2 separate regions of the Rattus norvegicus genome follow, and region 1 is linked to region 2. A link is a contact called in public Hi-C data. All regions are on one chromosome and are shown on one strand. The core of a region is the stretch at or near the end of the contact, and the rest is flanking DNA. Distances in the headings are between cores, read along the strand shown.

Region 1 (6,872 bases), core at 825-3,324, 130 kb before region 2:
CTTCCCAGAAGTTTTTATAGCATGTATTAATATAGCACATATTCATATTTTTTCATGTTCATAAAATGGTCACTCTCAATGATCTTATTATTGGGAAGTATGTTTACTTTTCTTTCTTAGAAAGACACAGATTTGATATTAACAAGAATTACCCAGAATCTTCATGGACCACAGCCATAAGCCTATATGCCCAACCTATAATTTATTCTAGACACTGCAGGTTGTATTAAATTCTTTGTTTACAACAGCACCATGTATATCTACCATACGGGACAATGATCATTGGCTTGTGATCTTTCAGGCATCGTCTCAAAGAAAGAACTCCTTTGCTTACTAAGACTCTGCTATATTTGAACAAATCCAATGAATGAATCAAAAAATGTTAATGCTTGGAAATGTATGCAGCTTGGTATACACCAGTCTGGGTCTCAGAGATCAGATAGTCTTAGAAACGGATATGTGGACATATACGACGATCATTTGGAAGTTAAAATCTTGTATTTGTTTTGCCTGAACCTTAAGCTAAATATTCTGTCAAGATTGTCCCAGCAAGTCTAAGCATCTGCAAGGGGACACAAATACTCTCTACTGCTTTCCTTCTGTTTCCCTATGTAGCATGCGACTCTACATCAGAATTCTGTAGTTTCACTCAAGAATGTTTTTGCTGTTTTTCTGATTAATGAGTTATTATTTTAGGAGGCAGTAAGGATTTACAATGTTGACTTCTCACCTCATGAGCTGAAGGAAACAGCACGGGGAAAATATAACCCGACAGTTCCCTATAGAAAGCAAAACTAAAGTGTTTACAGAGTAACTTCCCAGTTTACTACTGTCTCTTAAAACTACATTGTGTAAATCGGCTTCTTCCATAGAGCTTCCGTTTTTCCGTGACTGAGATTGTCACTTATATTCCATAGTTTTATATGGATACACTCCGTTTTATATAATATACAGAATTAAAGATTTTATAATAAATTTCCCATGCAGATCAAGATAGTAGACGTTTAAGAACAGGGCACTGTCTTTCAGGATCATGATATTCGGAGATTCTGCACCCCGTGTCTTTACTGCCATTCCTCATCTGCTAGGACTCTGAGCTCCTCGTTTGCTACTTGGTTGTAGTGCTTACTTCTAAGTCTGTGCCTCTGAGCCAGCTCAGCGGGATTATAGTAGCTAATTGGAATTGCTTGGTCACTAGAGTAGCTCCTCATTCGTCCTAAATGTTATAAAATGCGTTGATTCAAAGTTTCAACAATGCGAAGACCTTCAGGTATTATTTTATCCATCTTTTCCAGTGACAAATTTGATGCAAAGATCATGTGACTTTTAGTGCTGTGTGGCTTTGGGAGCTACAATTATTGCCAAATCTCATACTTTATCATATTTATCATATCAGGTATATTTCAGGTTTACAGGCTTTTTTTTCCTGATCATACTCAGTGATTTCTTATATTTATGATACAATTAAGTTTAGAGGTAAATCTTTTTTTTTAAAAAATTGACGTTCATTTATTGTATGAAATTATTTCATAGTATCATGTTAAAATACTGCCACGTTTCCTTGGAGGTTATTTTGAGATAAATACTATAGAGCTTAGGTTATACACAGTGACATAATTACATCAACTATTTAAAAGTGTGTAAAATGATTCCACACTCCATACACAAACTAGATTTATAGTACATACAACTAAGGGATTCCTGGAAAGGACAGCATGAAGCCTCTTATGCAAAATTGATTGTGGAGTTGGATCACACATTAGTGCTCAAACTTGAGTCCGAAGTAATTCTGATGCTCAAAATTCTATGCACATTTAAGAAGAAAGATGTGACCGATAAATTGTTCCTGGTTGTTCTGTGAACTCTCATTCAACACACACCTACACCCACACCCCTAACTCCTTTGATTCTTTTACACTTAGATTGCCTTCAAAATCACAGGCAGCAAGTTCTAACAGAACTCAGTCTAGGTGAAAGCCAGCCAGCTTTTGCTGGTAACAATGTGTTCATACAGCAAAGGATCTCTGTCTGTTCAGGCTGCTTCTTGCTCTTGTCAGAGTTGAGAAGGGAGTTGCTGCTCTTTTCCTGGGGTAAGCTATTTGAGAAAGAAAGTAACCTAACACTAAGTGCAGGCGGGGCGGGGTGATGTAACAGGAAGCTGTGATGTTTCCCTTCTGCTGCTGATCGCTTACAATCTGACAACACTCCCCATCTACCCAGAACAAGCCCTCTCTTCGCAGCGGTGCACTTCTGCTTTAGGACCGGCGGGCTCTGTTGCCTGGACCTCACGCTGCCTGCAGCAAAGCTTTTTGACTCTTCCACACCTCTTCTCCGGGAACTCTTTTCTACTATCTCAGAAAATCAAATTCCCTCCTGAGACTATTCACACAGAATTTCCTTAGGAGCCGTGCGGGGTAAGTGTATTATTCAAAACAAACATATGTATTCTCAGCATTGTTCTTAAGCAGTTTGACAATGTTTCTAGTAAGAATTGACTGAGTGGCATTGGAATAAGGTTGAAACCGGTTCATTTATTCTACATAGGGATACTAGAGAGTCTTACTCCAGAATGTGTACAAAATCTATTACTAGTGCATAAGAGTATTTACAATGACACTTTAGAAAATAAATTTACCAACTAATAGCCATGTGAACAGGCTACAAGGCAAGTTTTTGGACAAATACCTTCATCAGGAAACAATGCTCTTTAAAGTTACTTCTACTATTAGCTCAAGTCCTGACAGCTGGAAAACATTTGCACCCCAGGAAGGGTCTTTAAATTTTCCACATAATCAGTATTCTAAGGAAGGGACGGAGTCTTCCTGTGTGACTGAACAGAAAGCAGGAGTAAGAAGAAAAGCCACCCACTTGGACTTCTGTTTGCTCTTCGGCTTCTTTTGACACTTACACCTCTAACTGGGGAACCAATGGAATTTTCATTGTTCTTTCTTGCTAGATTTGTGTAAATACCACCCTTTTGGCTTTTCTTTGTTGTTGTTTGTTTATTTTGCTTTTTGTTTCTGTTTTTGGAGAGTCCCCGAACTATTTCCACTGTATTAAGATTATGGGTGTCTTATAAATAAGGTAAGGGGAAAACAACAACAAAAACAACAAAACAAACAAACAAAAACCCAACCAGCAATCAACAACCAACCAACCGAAACCCCCACAACTGTCCAGAGTTAAGAAAGGGTAGTGATGTCTGCGTTACTTCATGGCTTTTAAACTCTTACACGCTTAGATGTGTGCTCAACTATCCTGCAAAAGTGCGGGGGAAGAGTGTGAAAGGAGTCTCTATAAATAAATAAACAGAGACACGCTAAGTAAGTGGATTAGCTCATTAAGCAGAGGAATTAAATTAGATTTTCTATGATGCTGCTGAGATGAGGCATCTGCAGTGCTCTTGCCACAGTCCAGACTGTCCTGAGATTTTAAAGAGCCAGTGCCTCCCTAACAAGTGGTCGTTATAGCGGCGTCACCAAGTGTTGGATTCAAATTGTGCTCATTAGCATAATTTATCAAATTCTGCATTTTTCCTACTTAAGTGAAATTGTAAGCTGCTGAGATGTCTTTCAGTGCTAGCATTGAGCTCAGTGTCCAGTAGTCTGGGATAAACGGTCTATGACAAACTCATCCCGGGTAACTCCTCAGTGGGCTTTGGCTCAGTTTCCACATGTTTCTCAATGTAATGGAAACATTAATTACACTTGTAATTTTTAAAAGCTTTGGAGCTGATTTATTTTTTTTTAAATTATACCACTGAGTTTCCTGATATGTAGAAACGGGCAAGGTGTTTTTAAGATATGACTTGTTAGAAATTGTCATTAGGTAACGGGAGAAAGAAGTGAAATGTCATATACAGGAACTGAAATTGGAAAGCATTATTCTAAGCCAGATTATTTTCTTAAATTAAGTATTATATTAATAAACAATGGTAAATTAGTACCTCCACAAACTATACTGATTTTTATTGAATTAATGTTCCGAAGCATATAATGGTCTCGTATAATTTATTTTAATATCCTCATCTATATTAATAGCATCATTTAAAACAATGCTCATTACCAAAAGTCACAGGAGAAAGATGCCAGGCAATGAATATTGACGGTCATTAGGCAAAGAAATTATCTGAGTTAATAACAAGGACATTAAAATAAGAATTTATGCCATTCTAGAGTAAATGTGGCCTTTAAAATGAGTAAACAATGTCTGAAAATCAAACCATGTTTTTATCCTCAACGTTAGTTTAACTTTACAGGCGATATTTCTTTGTAGCATCAAAAAAAAAAAACAATGGGTATGATCTTAGGCAAATTCTAAATATGTCAATTAAAAACACAGAATTCATAATAATTATGACCCACGTGATATGAAATAAGTTTTACCTAAAATGTTCTATTTGTAACTCGATATATTTAGATGGCTATTTGGAGCCAGTACAATAATAACATGTTATCAGTTTTATCTCTGCTTACATTTTGATAGTAACTATTCAGAATTGTTTTGAAATGTTGTAGATAAATTAATACAATTACCTTTCGAGTATCAAAAACCAATTCACGAAACAAAACGCATTTCATGCTTTATGCACAACTTTGATTGAATCTAGTCAAGTTAATTCTGCTTTTAGAGGTACAATGATGTCACCTTTTCAGAATCTAAAAATAGTCCAAGAACCCAATTCCTTGTCTTTGTTTGGGATCTAGAAAGACTTCTAAAGCCTTAACATAAATTGCGGCTCACAATGGTGTTAATGGAAGACAGGAGGTCAAGACCACAGTACGACTTGACTCTGACTTACTCTGAATTTGAGAACTCGACGTTGAGAATGAATTACTGGTACCCAACTGATGCGCGAGCAAACATTCCTCTGGGTGCAGATTTGAGTTCAGTCTGTGGATCAACTCTAAAACACATATTTTTTTTTCTTGAATGTAATCTTTTTTTTTTAAAACAAGGAAATATACTACAGTATTAAATTATTTAAAAATCTCATTTTATATGTAAGGGTATCCTGATGCAATTGTATAGAGACAAAACTTTGTGAAACTACAAATAAGGTCTGCGTCCTCACCAGGCTTGCCAGTCATTTCCGATGAAACATTCCCATTTGTTCACATGGAAATTCTCTTCCTGCCTAAAATCTCTCGTTAATGGCACTTGTACAAACTCCCAAGTACCTGAGTTTGCTCATGGTAACTTTTACGTACCTGGAGAAAGTAGAAGAAATACTTTAAATAACTCAATGCTTTTGCTAGTTTTAAATTTGTGTGTAATTTTGAATATATATCTGTTCATAGTTGGATGTTAACTGGAGCAATAGGTAGGATACAATTAATTATAAAATTTGGAAAATAAGTATGAGGTTATGCGTCAGGAACAATGAAAACCATGTGAATATGAGTCATAATAATAGCTTAATATTTTTCTGAGAAGACAGCATACATTTTGTATTCCATTACAATTCTTAGGAAAGCAGAAATTTATCAATAAATCCAGGCAATGATTTTTTCATGTGTGATTAGTATTATAATATTTGCCAGTAAATTGGTTTAAGTCAAATACTATCAATACTCTTTAAATTAATTCAATTTTAAGATGATAAGTCATTTTAGGGAAAAGAAAAGTTTTAATTTTTAAAGTTACCTGAGTTAGGATTTCCTAGTTTGCTAGAATTATTATCATGTGATAAGTTACACACGCACAGACACACACACACACACACACACACACACACACACACACACGCCCTCTTGTCAAATAAATATTATGACGTTATTATCACACACACACATACACATGTTCAGGAAGAAAACCCCACGTGTTTAGAGTTCACTCACAGACTGGACTCCAAAACTACACCCACAGAAATGTTTGTTTTCTTGTCAGCTGGGTACCAGTTACTCATCTTCAATTTAAATTCCAAAATTCAGAATAAGTTAGGAGTTAAATTTGTTTTTTCAGGATTAGATTTCTCTGTGTAGCCCTGGCTGTTCTGGAACTCATTCTGTAAACCAGGCTGGCCTCACACTCACAGAGATGCGTCTGCCTCAGCCTCCTGTGTGCTGGGATTGAAGGTTTGACCTACTCCCACCCAGTGACAAAGTATATTGGAACAGAACACCTTTCTTTCTTCCTTCCTTCCTTGCTTCCTTCCTTTCTCTCTCTCTCTCTCTCTCTCTCTCTCTCTCTTTCTTTCTTTCTTTCTTTTTCAGTTGGTTTCTTATGTAACATTGTATTATGTAACATGAACACATTAATATACTGCTTGAAAATATGGTCAAAATAGTGTATTGAGGTTTTTAAAAGTAAAGGGATTTAATTGAATCCATACATGGTTTTAATAAAATAATGTGATGTTTTTAGTTTTTTAGCCAACTAAAAGGACAAAACATTAAGCTCACACAAAACAACATAAGCTCAAGAAAAAATAATAAATTAACCAATTACTTAATAATCTTATGATATTGAAGTTATAACCATTTTATTACTGTCTTTGGATGAAACCTCTTTTTCAGAGAAATCCTGTTCCTTTTAACACTACAACATTAAAAAAACAAACAAACAAAAAACAAAACTAAAAGAAACTAACTTTGTAGAGCAGACTTTCTCAGCTTCCTGGAAGCTCTTTCGTGTGTTCTTGAACTGATAATGGTGACTTTGACAATGAAAACTAGTATAAATTAGTCTTGTATCCAAACACTAACTGGAGACCAACAGTTGTATAGTTGTTTTGTGTATATATACAACTCAATTTAGCCTAGTTTCTAAGTATAATTTGAAGAGAAAATTGAGACAGTAGTAAAAGTATCAGGGAGAAGTATATAACATTTTATTAGGAAATTACAATTAAAATTATGAAGAAATAAATT
Region 2 (6,561 bases), core at 513-3,012:
AAAAAAATCTAAGATTTTCCTAAATCTCCATGATCATGAACAAATGATACTTATTAAAAACGCTGTTCCTTTCTCTCCATCCCTGAGCCTTTATCTACCATTTTATAGTGAGCAAACAGGCAAACAGAATAAGCAAGAAGGCAGTGCAACCATTTGATATTTCTCCTGCTTACTATCTTAAGACAAAATTAGACAAATTGAAAGGACTATCGAAGTATGCATATTCCTTTAAATATATGAGGTAGAACATTTAAAGATTTATGACGTTTATTTTGCATCATGATTTCTCAGTCCTTGTTAAGATGACAGAGGCTAATGCTAACAGCAAACCACTGAACTGAGAACACCCCTGTTGGAGCAATTTCAGAAAGGATTGAAAGAGCTGAAGGGGCTTGTAATCCCATAAGAACAACAATGCCAACCAACCAGAGCTCCCAGGGACTAAACCACTACCCAAAGACTATACACGGACTGACCCATGACTCCACCTGCATATGGAGCAGAGGACGGCCTTGTTGGGCACCAGTGGTAAGAGAAGTCCTTGGTCCTGCCATGGCTGGACCCCCCCACCAGTGTAGGGAATGTTAGGGGGGAGAGGGTGGTTGGGGAGGGGAACCCTCGTACAGAAGAAGGGGAGGGGAGATGGAATAGGGGTCTTATGTCCAGGAAACCGGGAAAGGGAATAACATATGAAATGTAAATAAAAAAATCCAATTAAAAAAGATGACAGAATTTGGGAAAATATATGTCTTTTTTGTTTGTTTGTTGTTGCGTTTGTGATTGATAACAGGAGGAGAAAGAAGAGAGTCTGACATCAGGCCAAAGGTGTAGGACATGGAGAAAGTTGTTGAAGGAGGGTTAGGTTCCAGGATACGGCAGCTTTTCTCCTGGGAAACTCTCAGTTACTTAATATTTCTTTTAATGTCTCAGGAAAAATGGAGGATTTTCCTACACACACAATTACTGACATAAGCTAGAACACATGCCATGCCTCAGGGCAATCTTTCAAACACTTGCTTCTTTCCATCTTTTAGCAAGTATCTAGATTCCTATCTACAACTAAAAGAGATCAAATTAAAGATTAGTATAATATGTAGATATTTTCTCTTTCAACACTTTCAGTATTATTATTATTATTATTATTATTATTATTATTGTTTTTGGAAAGAAAGTAAAAAAACTCTGTGTGTGTGTGTGAGCGTGTATGTGTGTGTGTGTGTGTGTGTGTGTGTGTAATTGTGAATATTCCTTTAAGACTTGTGAGGTTGAGCATTTGTTTTCTTCCTGGGAATGCCTTTGCTAGCTTCTCTCTTCATTCTTTATGATGACCATAAACAGAGGACTGGTTTTGTTTCCTTTGGGTTTGGAGAGAGCTAAGCCACTTTGCAAAGATCTGCAGCTGGCAGTGATATTCTAGCTTAATGAATATTCATCACCATTTGAAAGGATAGGGTGGCAAGGAAAACTCTCAGTTCTGATAGATAGCACTGTTTGTCCCACCACTAATAGCCGCTTCCTGTTTTTAAACATTGATTCATTGCATGGGAGCTGATGAGAGAAAAATCCCCTGCAGAGGGGAGGAACTGAGCAGGATTGGAAAGGTATGAACTGATCTGATTTAAGGAGTTAAGCATTTAATCCCAACACTTGACTTGTCAAGATTTTCTGTGTATTCCAGAATCACTTGTAACTCACGGAAACAACTCGGTGCTTTCAGATTGCTGCACTGGCCTCTTATCCTCTGGGTCAATTCTGAAGTAAACTAAAGCACAGCCCACTTCAAAGGTCAGGATAGGAAGATAATAGACGATTACAGCCTTAATTCTTGATATTGGGATGCTCTTACTGGCTCTGCTGAGGACCAGCCTCTGGTAACTTATGGGCGCTGGTATGAGACAAGAAACTTTTTTTGTTGTTTTTGTTTTGTTTTGTTTTGTTTTGTTTTGTTTTGTTTTTGGATCCCCACTTCATGCACGTTTTCCCAACACTAGACGTTCCATTGCCTCTACTGTTAAATTCAGAAAAAAAAGTAAAAGAAAAAATCTAAATAAAAACCATTCTTGTCATATCAAACTAGGCATGATGTAACATGAAACAAATATAACAACCTCCGAAAGCGGTGCTCACAGTATCTTGCCTCTGTCTCCTGGCACCGCTTTCACTGTGTCCCGTAAGTTTGGGTGTGCTTCATTGTCACTACATTTTAGAAAGTCTTTAATCTCTTTCTTTCTTTAACTCTAAATGGGATTTATGCATTAACTCCTCTCCTCAGGGCTCAGGAAACCCATGAAGAGGAGGCAGACAGAGTGTCCTCTGGGTACATATTATGGCTTCTGGTTTAGTGTTTTTATGGGATCCCCGAGTGTGAGAAGAAAAGTGCGTCTCTGATTCTTGTGCCTTCTGCTGGGATCTTTTCCTTTTGTTTGTGTGTTTTGTCCAATTCCAACATGTTAGTTTTTGTTTTATCTTACTATATTTTATTTAAAATAATATTTGTCTAGAATGTAGGTTCACCTAAAATATACAAATGTAATGATAATGCAAGAAGAAACATGAACTTCTAGGTTTACTAAAAGCATTAACGTTAAAATGAATTATATGCATGAGAAAAATGTGTTCAGTTACCACAGAAAAGATTTGCTAATTCGGAAAGCCATTATATCCAAGAATCAATATTATTTTAAATGTTCTTAACATCTATACACTATGTTCTTCTTCAATGCAAAGCACACAGTTGTACAGTGGTAGTTTAGAGATGCTATGGGAATGCTAAGTACACACACACACACACACACACACACACACACACACACACCACTTTTTAGACTTTTCCTGAATACTACAACAACAAACTATTTTTGTTCAGACACTTTATACTGGAGAAAGCTATTTTTACAGTGAATCACATCCTGGTCTTCAAAAACAATGGGATAAAACTGGGTACTCAATACAAGGGTGATATTTCCACTGTGAACAGGAAGTGTGTGTGTGTGTGTGTGTGTGTGTGTGTGTGTTTGCTCAGTATTTGTCTACAAAGCTCTCACCGATTGAGTTTACTAAATGTTTGTAATTTGTTTTGTCACATAAACATTCTGCTTTCATTTTAAATTAAGCTTTTAATTATTCTCAAACATTTATAAATTAACTTATTTGCTTATTCTGGGTTCTCTGATCAATAAATATCATATTCAGGTTGATATTTTTATTTCATTTAGTCTTATATCACCAAGTTAAGAGTTAGTACACTTACTACAGTATTCATACTTTTCCTTCTGATCAGCATAGAAACTGCTCTTCAGAGCTAAGCTGCGCCTTTACCAAAGGAAACAACTTTGTGAATCAAGTAGTCCCGGGCAGCCTGCAAGCAGATGGAGCCTCCTGCTGCTTTTGAACTTGGGCCACAGAAGTGAGCACACAGAGTGATCCTGGTTTGTTTGTGTCTTCTCTAAGTGGGGCACTGACGTCCAGATGCATATTCTAAGGGGATTGCTTTAACAAAAGAAGACAAAGTAGTCTCACCAAATCAAAACTCCAAAAGTAATACTGATGGCAGTTTATGGCTTATCTGTTTATCTGTCTGTAGATTTCTCTTTATTGCTAACAGAAGCAATTAGAGATGCTATGACCATTGTTTATGGGTAGAACATTTTACTTTCCTCAGGATTAATGCATTAACTTTCCCTTAAATGCATTTTGAAACAATAAACATGTTTTGAATTTTAAAATACTTCTTTTTCATAGAAAAGTGTAGGAATTGAGTTTAAAATATTTTCACCATAGAATTTTTTTCAATATTTAGCTCTTAGAAGTAGAAGCTGCAAGTAATAAATAGAATGTGCATATGTACAAACCCATAGGGGATATGCACATGCACATATACACACATATCCTTGTTTACTAATTAAATTGTAGGAATTTAAAAGTGAATTGTTATTAAACTTGAAAATACCTTTTGCAAATAAGAACATTTTTTGTTTTGATTTGAAAACTTTACATGATCATTTGCCGGTTAACTTCTAACAATTCGGTTAAGGTGAAAATATCAGAAACAAATTTTTGGTATACAGTACTTATTTTTTTTTTTTTTTGGTTCTTTTTTTCGGAGCTGGGGACCGAACCCAGGGCCTTGCGCTTCCTAGGTAAGCGCTCTACCACTGAGCTAAATCCCCAGCCCCATTTTTTTTTTAAATAATCTCAGAACTTTTAAAATAAAAGCCACGAATACAGTAAGAGAGAATTTCCATAGAAACTGGTGCACTATCTGATTTAAAAAGGCCTTTGAAATGCAGACCTGAAGCCAGACATTTGGTTTTGAAAGTCTGTGTTAGGTAATTAACTAGTTAAAACAATATTTCTCAAGCCTTTCAACTATTACAAGACATTTGGATTTTATTATATCAAGTCAAATGAACCATGAATTACATGCAGCCTATCTTCAGTAATTAGGTATCCTAATTGAGGAATATAAAACTTTCTGTTTTTGTACCAATAAGTTGTTGACATTTTTTTAAATGGTAGATTATGCAGCAATTCAATTTAAGTCAGGAAGATATAAACACATTACTAATAATTAGAGAACGCGGATTGTGAGTCAGATAACAGAGTGCATAGCCAATTTGTTTGTAGGCCCCAAGCAATATATAATTAGTTTGTGGGTTAAGGGAAAATTATTTTTACAAGTGAAAAAAGAAAAGATTTTCACTTGGCAGAAATTTTCCATGTTTAGGGCGTCACAATAAACATGGGAGGAGGGAAATACTTGAAATGTTGTTTTGATTGTGGCTTTACAAGTGTGACCTTACATAAACCTGTGGAGGTGGAAGAAGTGCTTAGTTCTACTCATTGATAGGTCAGGAGATGGAGGAAGCCACTCCGTATCTACATCGTCGAAGACTAAGACCCTAGTTCTGAACAACTTTCTACCACTTCAAGAGAGAAAGATTTGTGTTTGTTTGTAACGACTATGACTACTTTGGTTATAGTTGACAGAAGCACAATTTGATAGAGTTATGTTCTTTTTTTAATAATTAATTTATTTTTATTTTTCATTAATCATTTTCATTTATTTACATCTCAAATCATATTCTACTATACCACTACTGGGCATATACCCATCCCCTCACCCCCCCCCCCCAGAAAATGTTCTAACAAGGACACGTGCTCCACTATGTTCGTAGCAGCCTTATTGATAATAGCCAGAAGCTGGAAAGAACCCAGATGCCCTTCAACAGAGGAATGGGTACAGAAAATGTGGTCTATCCACACAATGGAATATTACTCAGCTATCAAAAACAATGACTTCATGGAGAAGAGTTGAGTTCTATGGCAGAGCGTAAACACATTCCAACTCTGTGGAGTGTGAATGCACAGCACATTCAAACGACACTGCTGTTGACAGCCTAATCTATCATAACCCTACACTTAGGCAGTTCATGTTTGTTAAGGGAAGACATAAACCAAAAGTATAATGCAAGGTCTCAGAGAGATCTAAGTGGGGAGAAGGATGAGAAACTCCTCTGAGGATGAGTTCATCCTCAGAACTCTGAGATCATTCTCACCTTTCAAAGCTTAGGACCTTGGGCACTAAAGTCAAAAAGTTTCTTCCCGACAAGAGAATTATTTAGCCATGTGAAGTCTCACAGTCAGTCATGTAAACACAGCCACCTCTAAGCACGAGGAAGGCTATGGATGAATCAGAATTAATGCCACAGCTTTTGGGGGAAAAGGTGCATTTAGACTCAATCTTTAATCTAGCTCAGGCCCCTTGCTGCTTCTTTCTTACCCTGGACTTGGCCTTGGCCTTTGTTTTCTAGGAGTCAGTCTTTGTGACTTGGCCTCTTACCAGTTTGATTTCCTTGTGTTTTTCTTGGCCAGGATATCTAAGAGAAATTTTAGCTATTTTTTCCCTAGTAGATAATATTCCCTTAGGTTGATTCTAGTTATGAGATAATGAGAACACGTTATCATTTGTATATTCTTTGTTTTTGACATATTGGTTATTGTCACTAAGCCGAAGACAGCCGATGAGCATCTCGCAACTCCTGTTAAGTGCTGCACCTGCCCTGCAGAGCTCCGTCTGGCAGGCACACTCCTCACTCAAGTCCAGTTCTCTGGCCTGACCTACCCTTTGCTGCCCTCTTCTGACCCACAGCTATTATGGTCTGTGTTGCTTTGTTAAACTTTTTTATGTGGTGTGTTTGTGCATGTGTGTGCTTGAACGCACACCATGGCATGAATGTGGAAGTCAGAGGACAGCTTATGTGCATCAGTTCTCCTGGTTCTGTGTGAAGCCCAAGGACTGAACTCAGGTTGTCTGTCAGGTTTGGCAGCAGGCATTTTTACCAGTGGAACCATAGAGATGACTCTTTAAAAATATTAACATTTAATTCATTATAGCGTTAATCAGGCAGAAGTCAATAAAGTTTCAGGATCTCTATGGAATTAACTCTTCTCTGGTTTCCATTAGTTCTACGACTCATATTTCTGCCCATAAGTAATAATAATTACTGTTGTGATGTTTAAGAAGGTAAGAGTTATAATGAACATGGAGACGTAGAGCTA

The links. A called contact is a pair of places that touch in the nucleus more often than the background predicts.
Region 1: a contact with region 2 is called in a Hi-C map of kidney, with 8 times the contacts expected there. The contact joins the promoter of Calcrl here to the enhancer-like site in region 2. A contact is called at or near these places in 9 of 12 Hi-C or Micro-C datasets (the A7r5 cell line, the Rat2 cell line, frontal cortex and 4 more) and 1 of 1 datasets of contacts at active chromatin or transcription factors (oligodendrocytes).

Annotation. Positions count from the first base shown.
Region 1 is chr3:89,927,818-89,934,689 of GRCr8, reverse strand. It overlaps Calcrl (calcitonin receptor like receptor), which reads left to right and starts at 2,074. Exons shown (of 16, transcript NM_012717.3): 1 at 2,074-2,414.
Region 2 is chr3:89,800,427-89,806,987 of GRCr8, reverse strand. No RefSeq gene overlaps it. Among named protein-coding and RNA genes, the nearest start is that of Calcrl, 130 kb to the left of the region's middle. Within about 2 kb of position 1,762, at least 9 of the 93 cell types and tissues checked have an H3K27ac peak or open chromatin away from gene starts, as enhancers often do.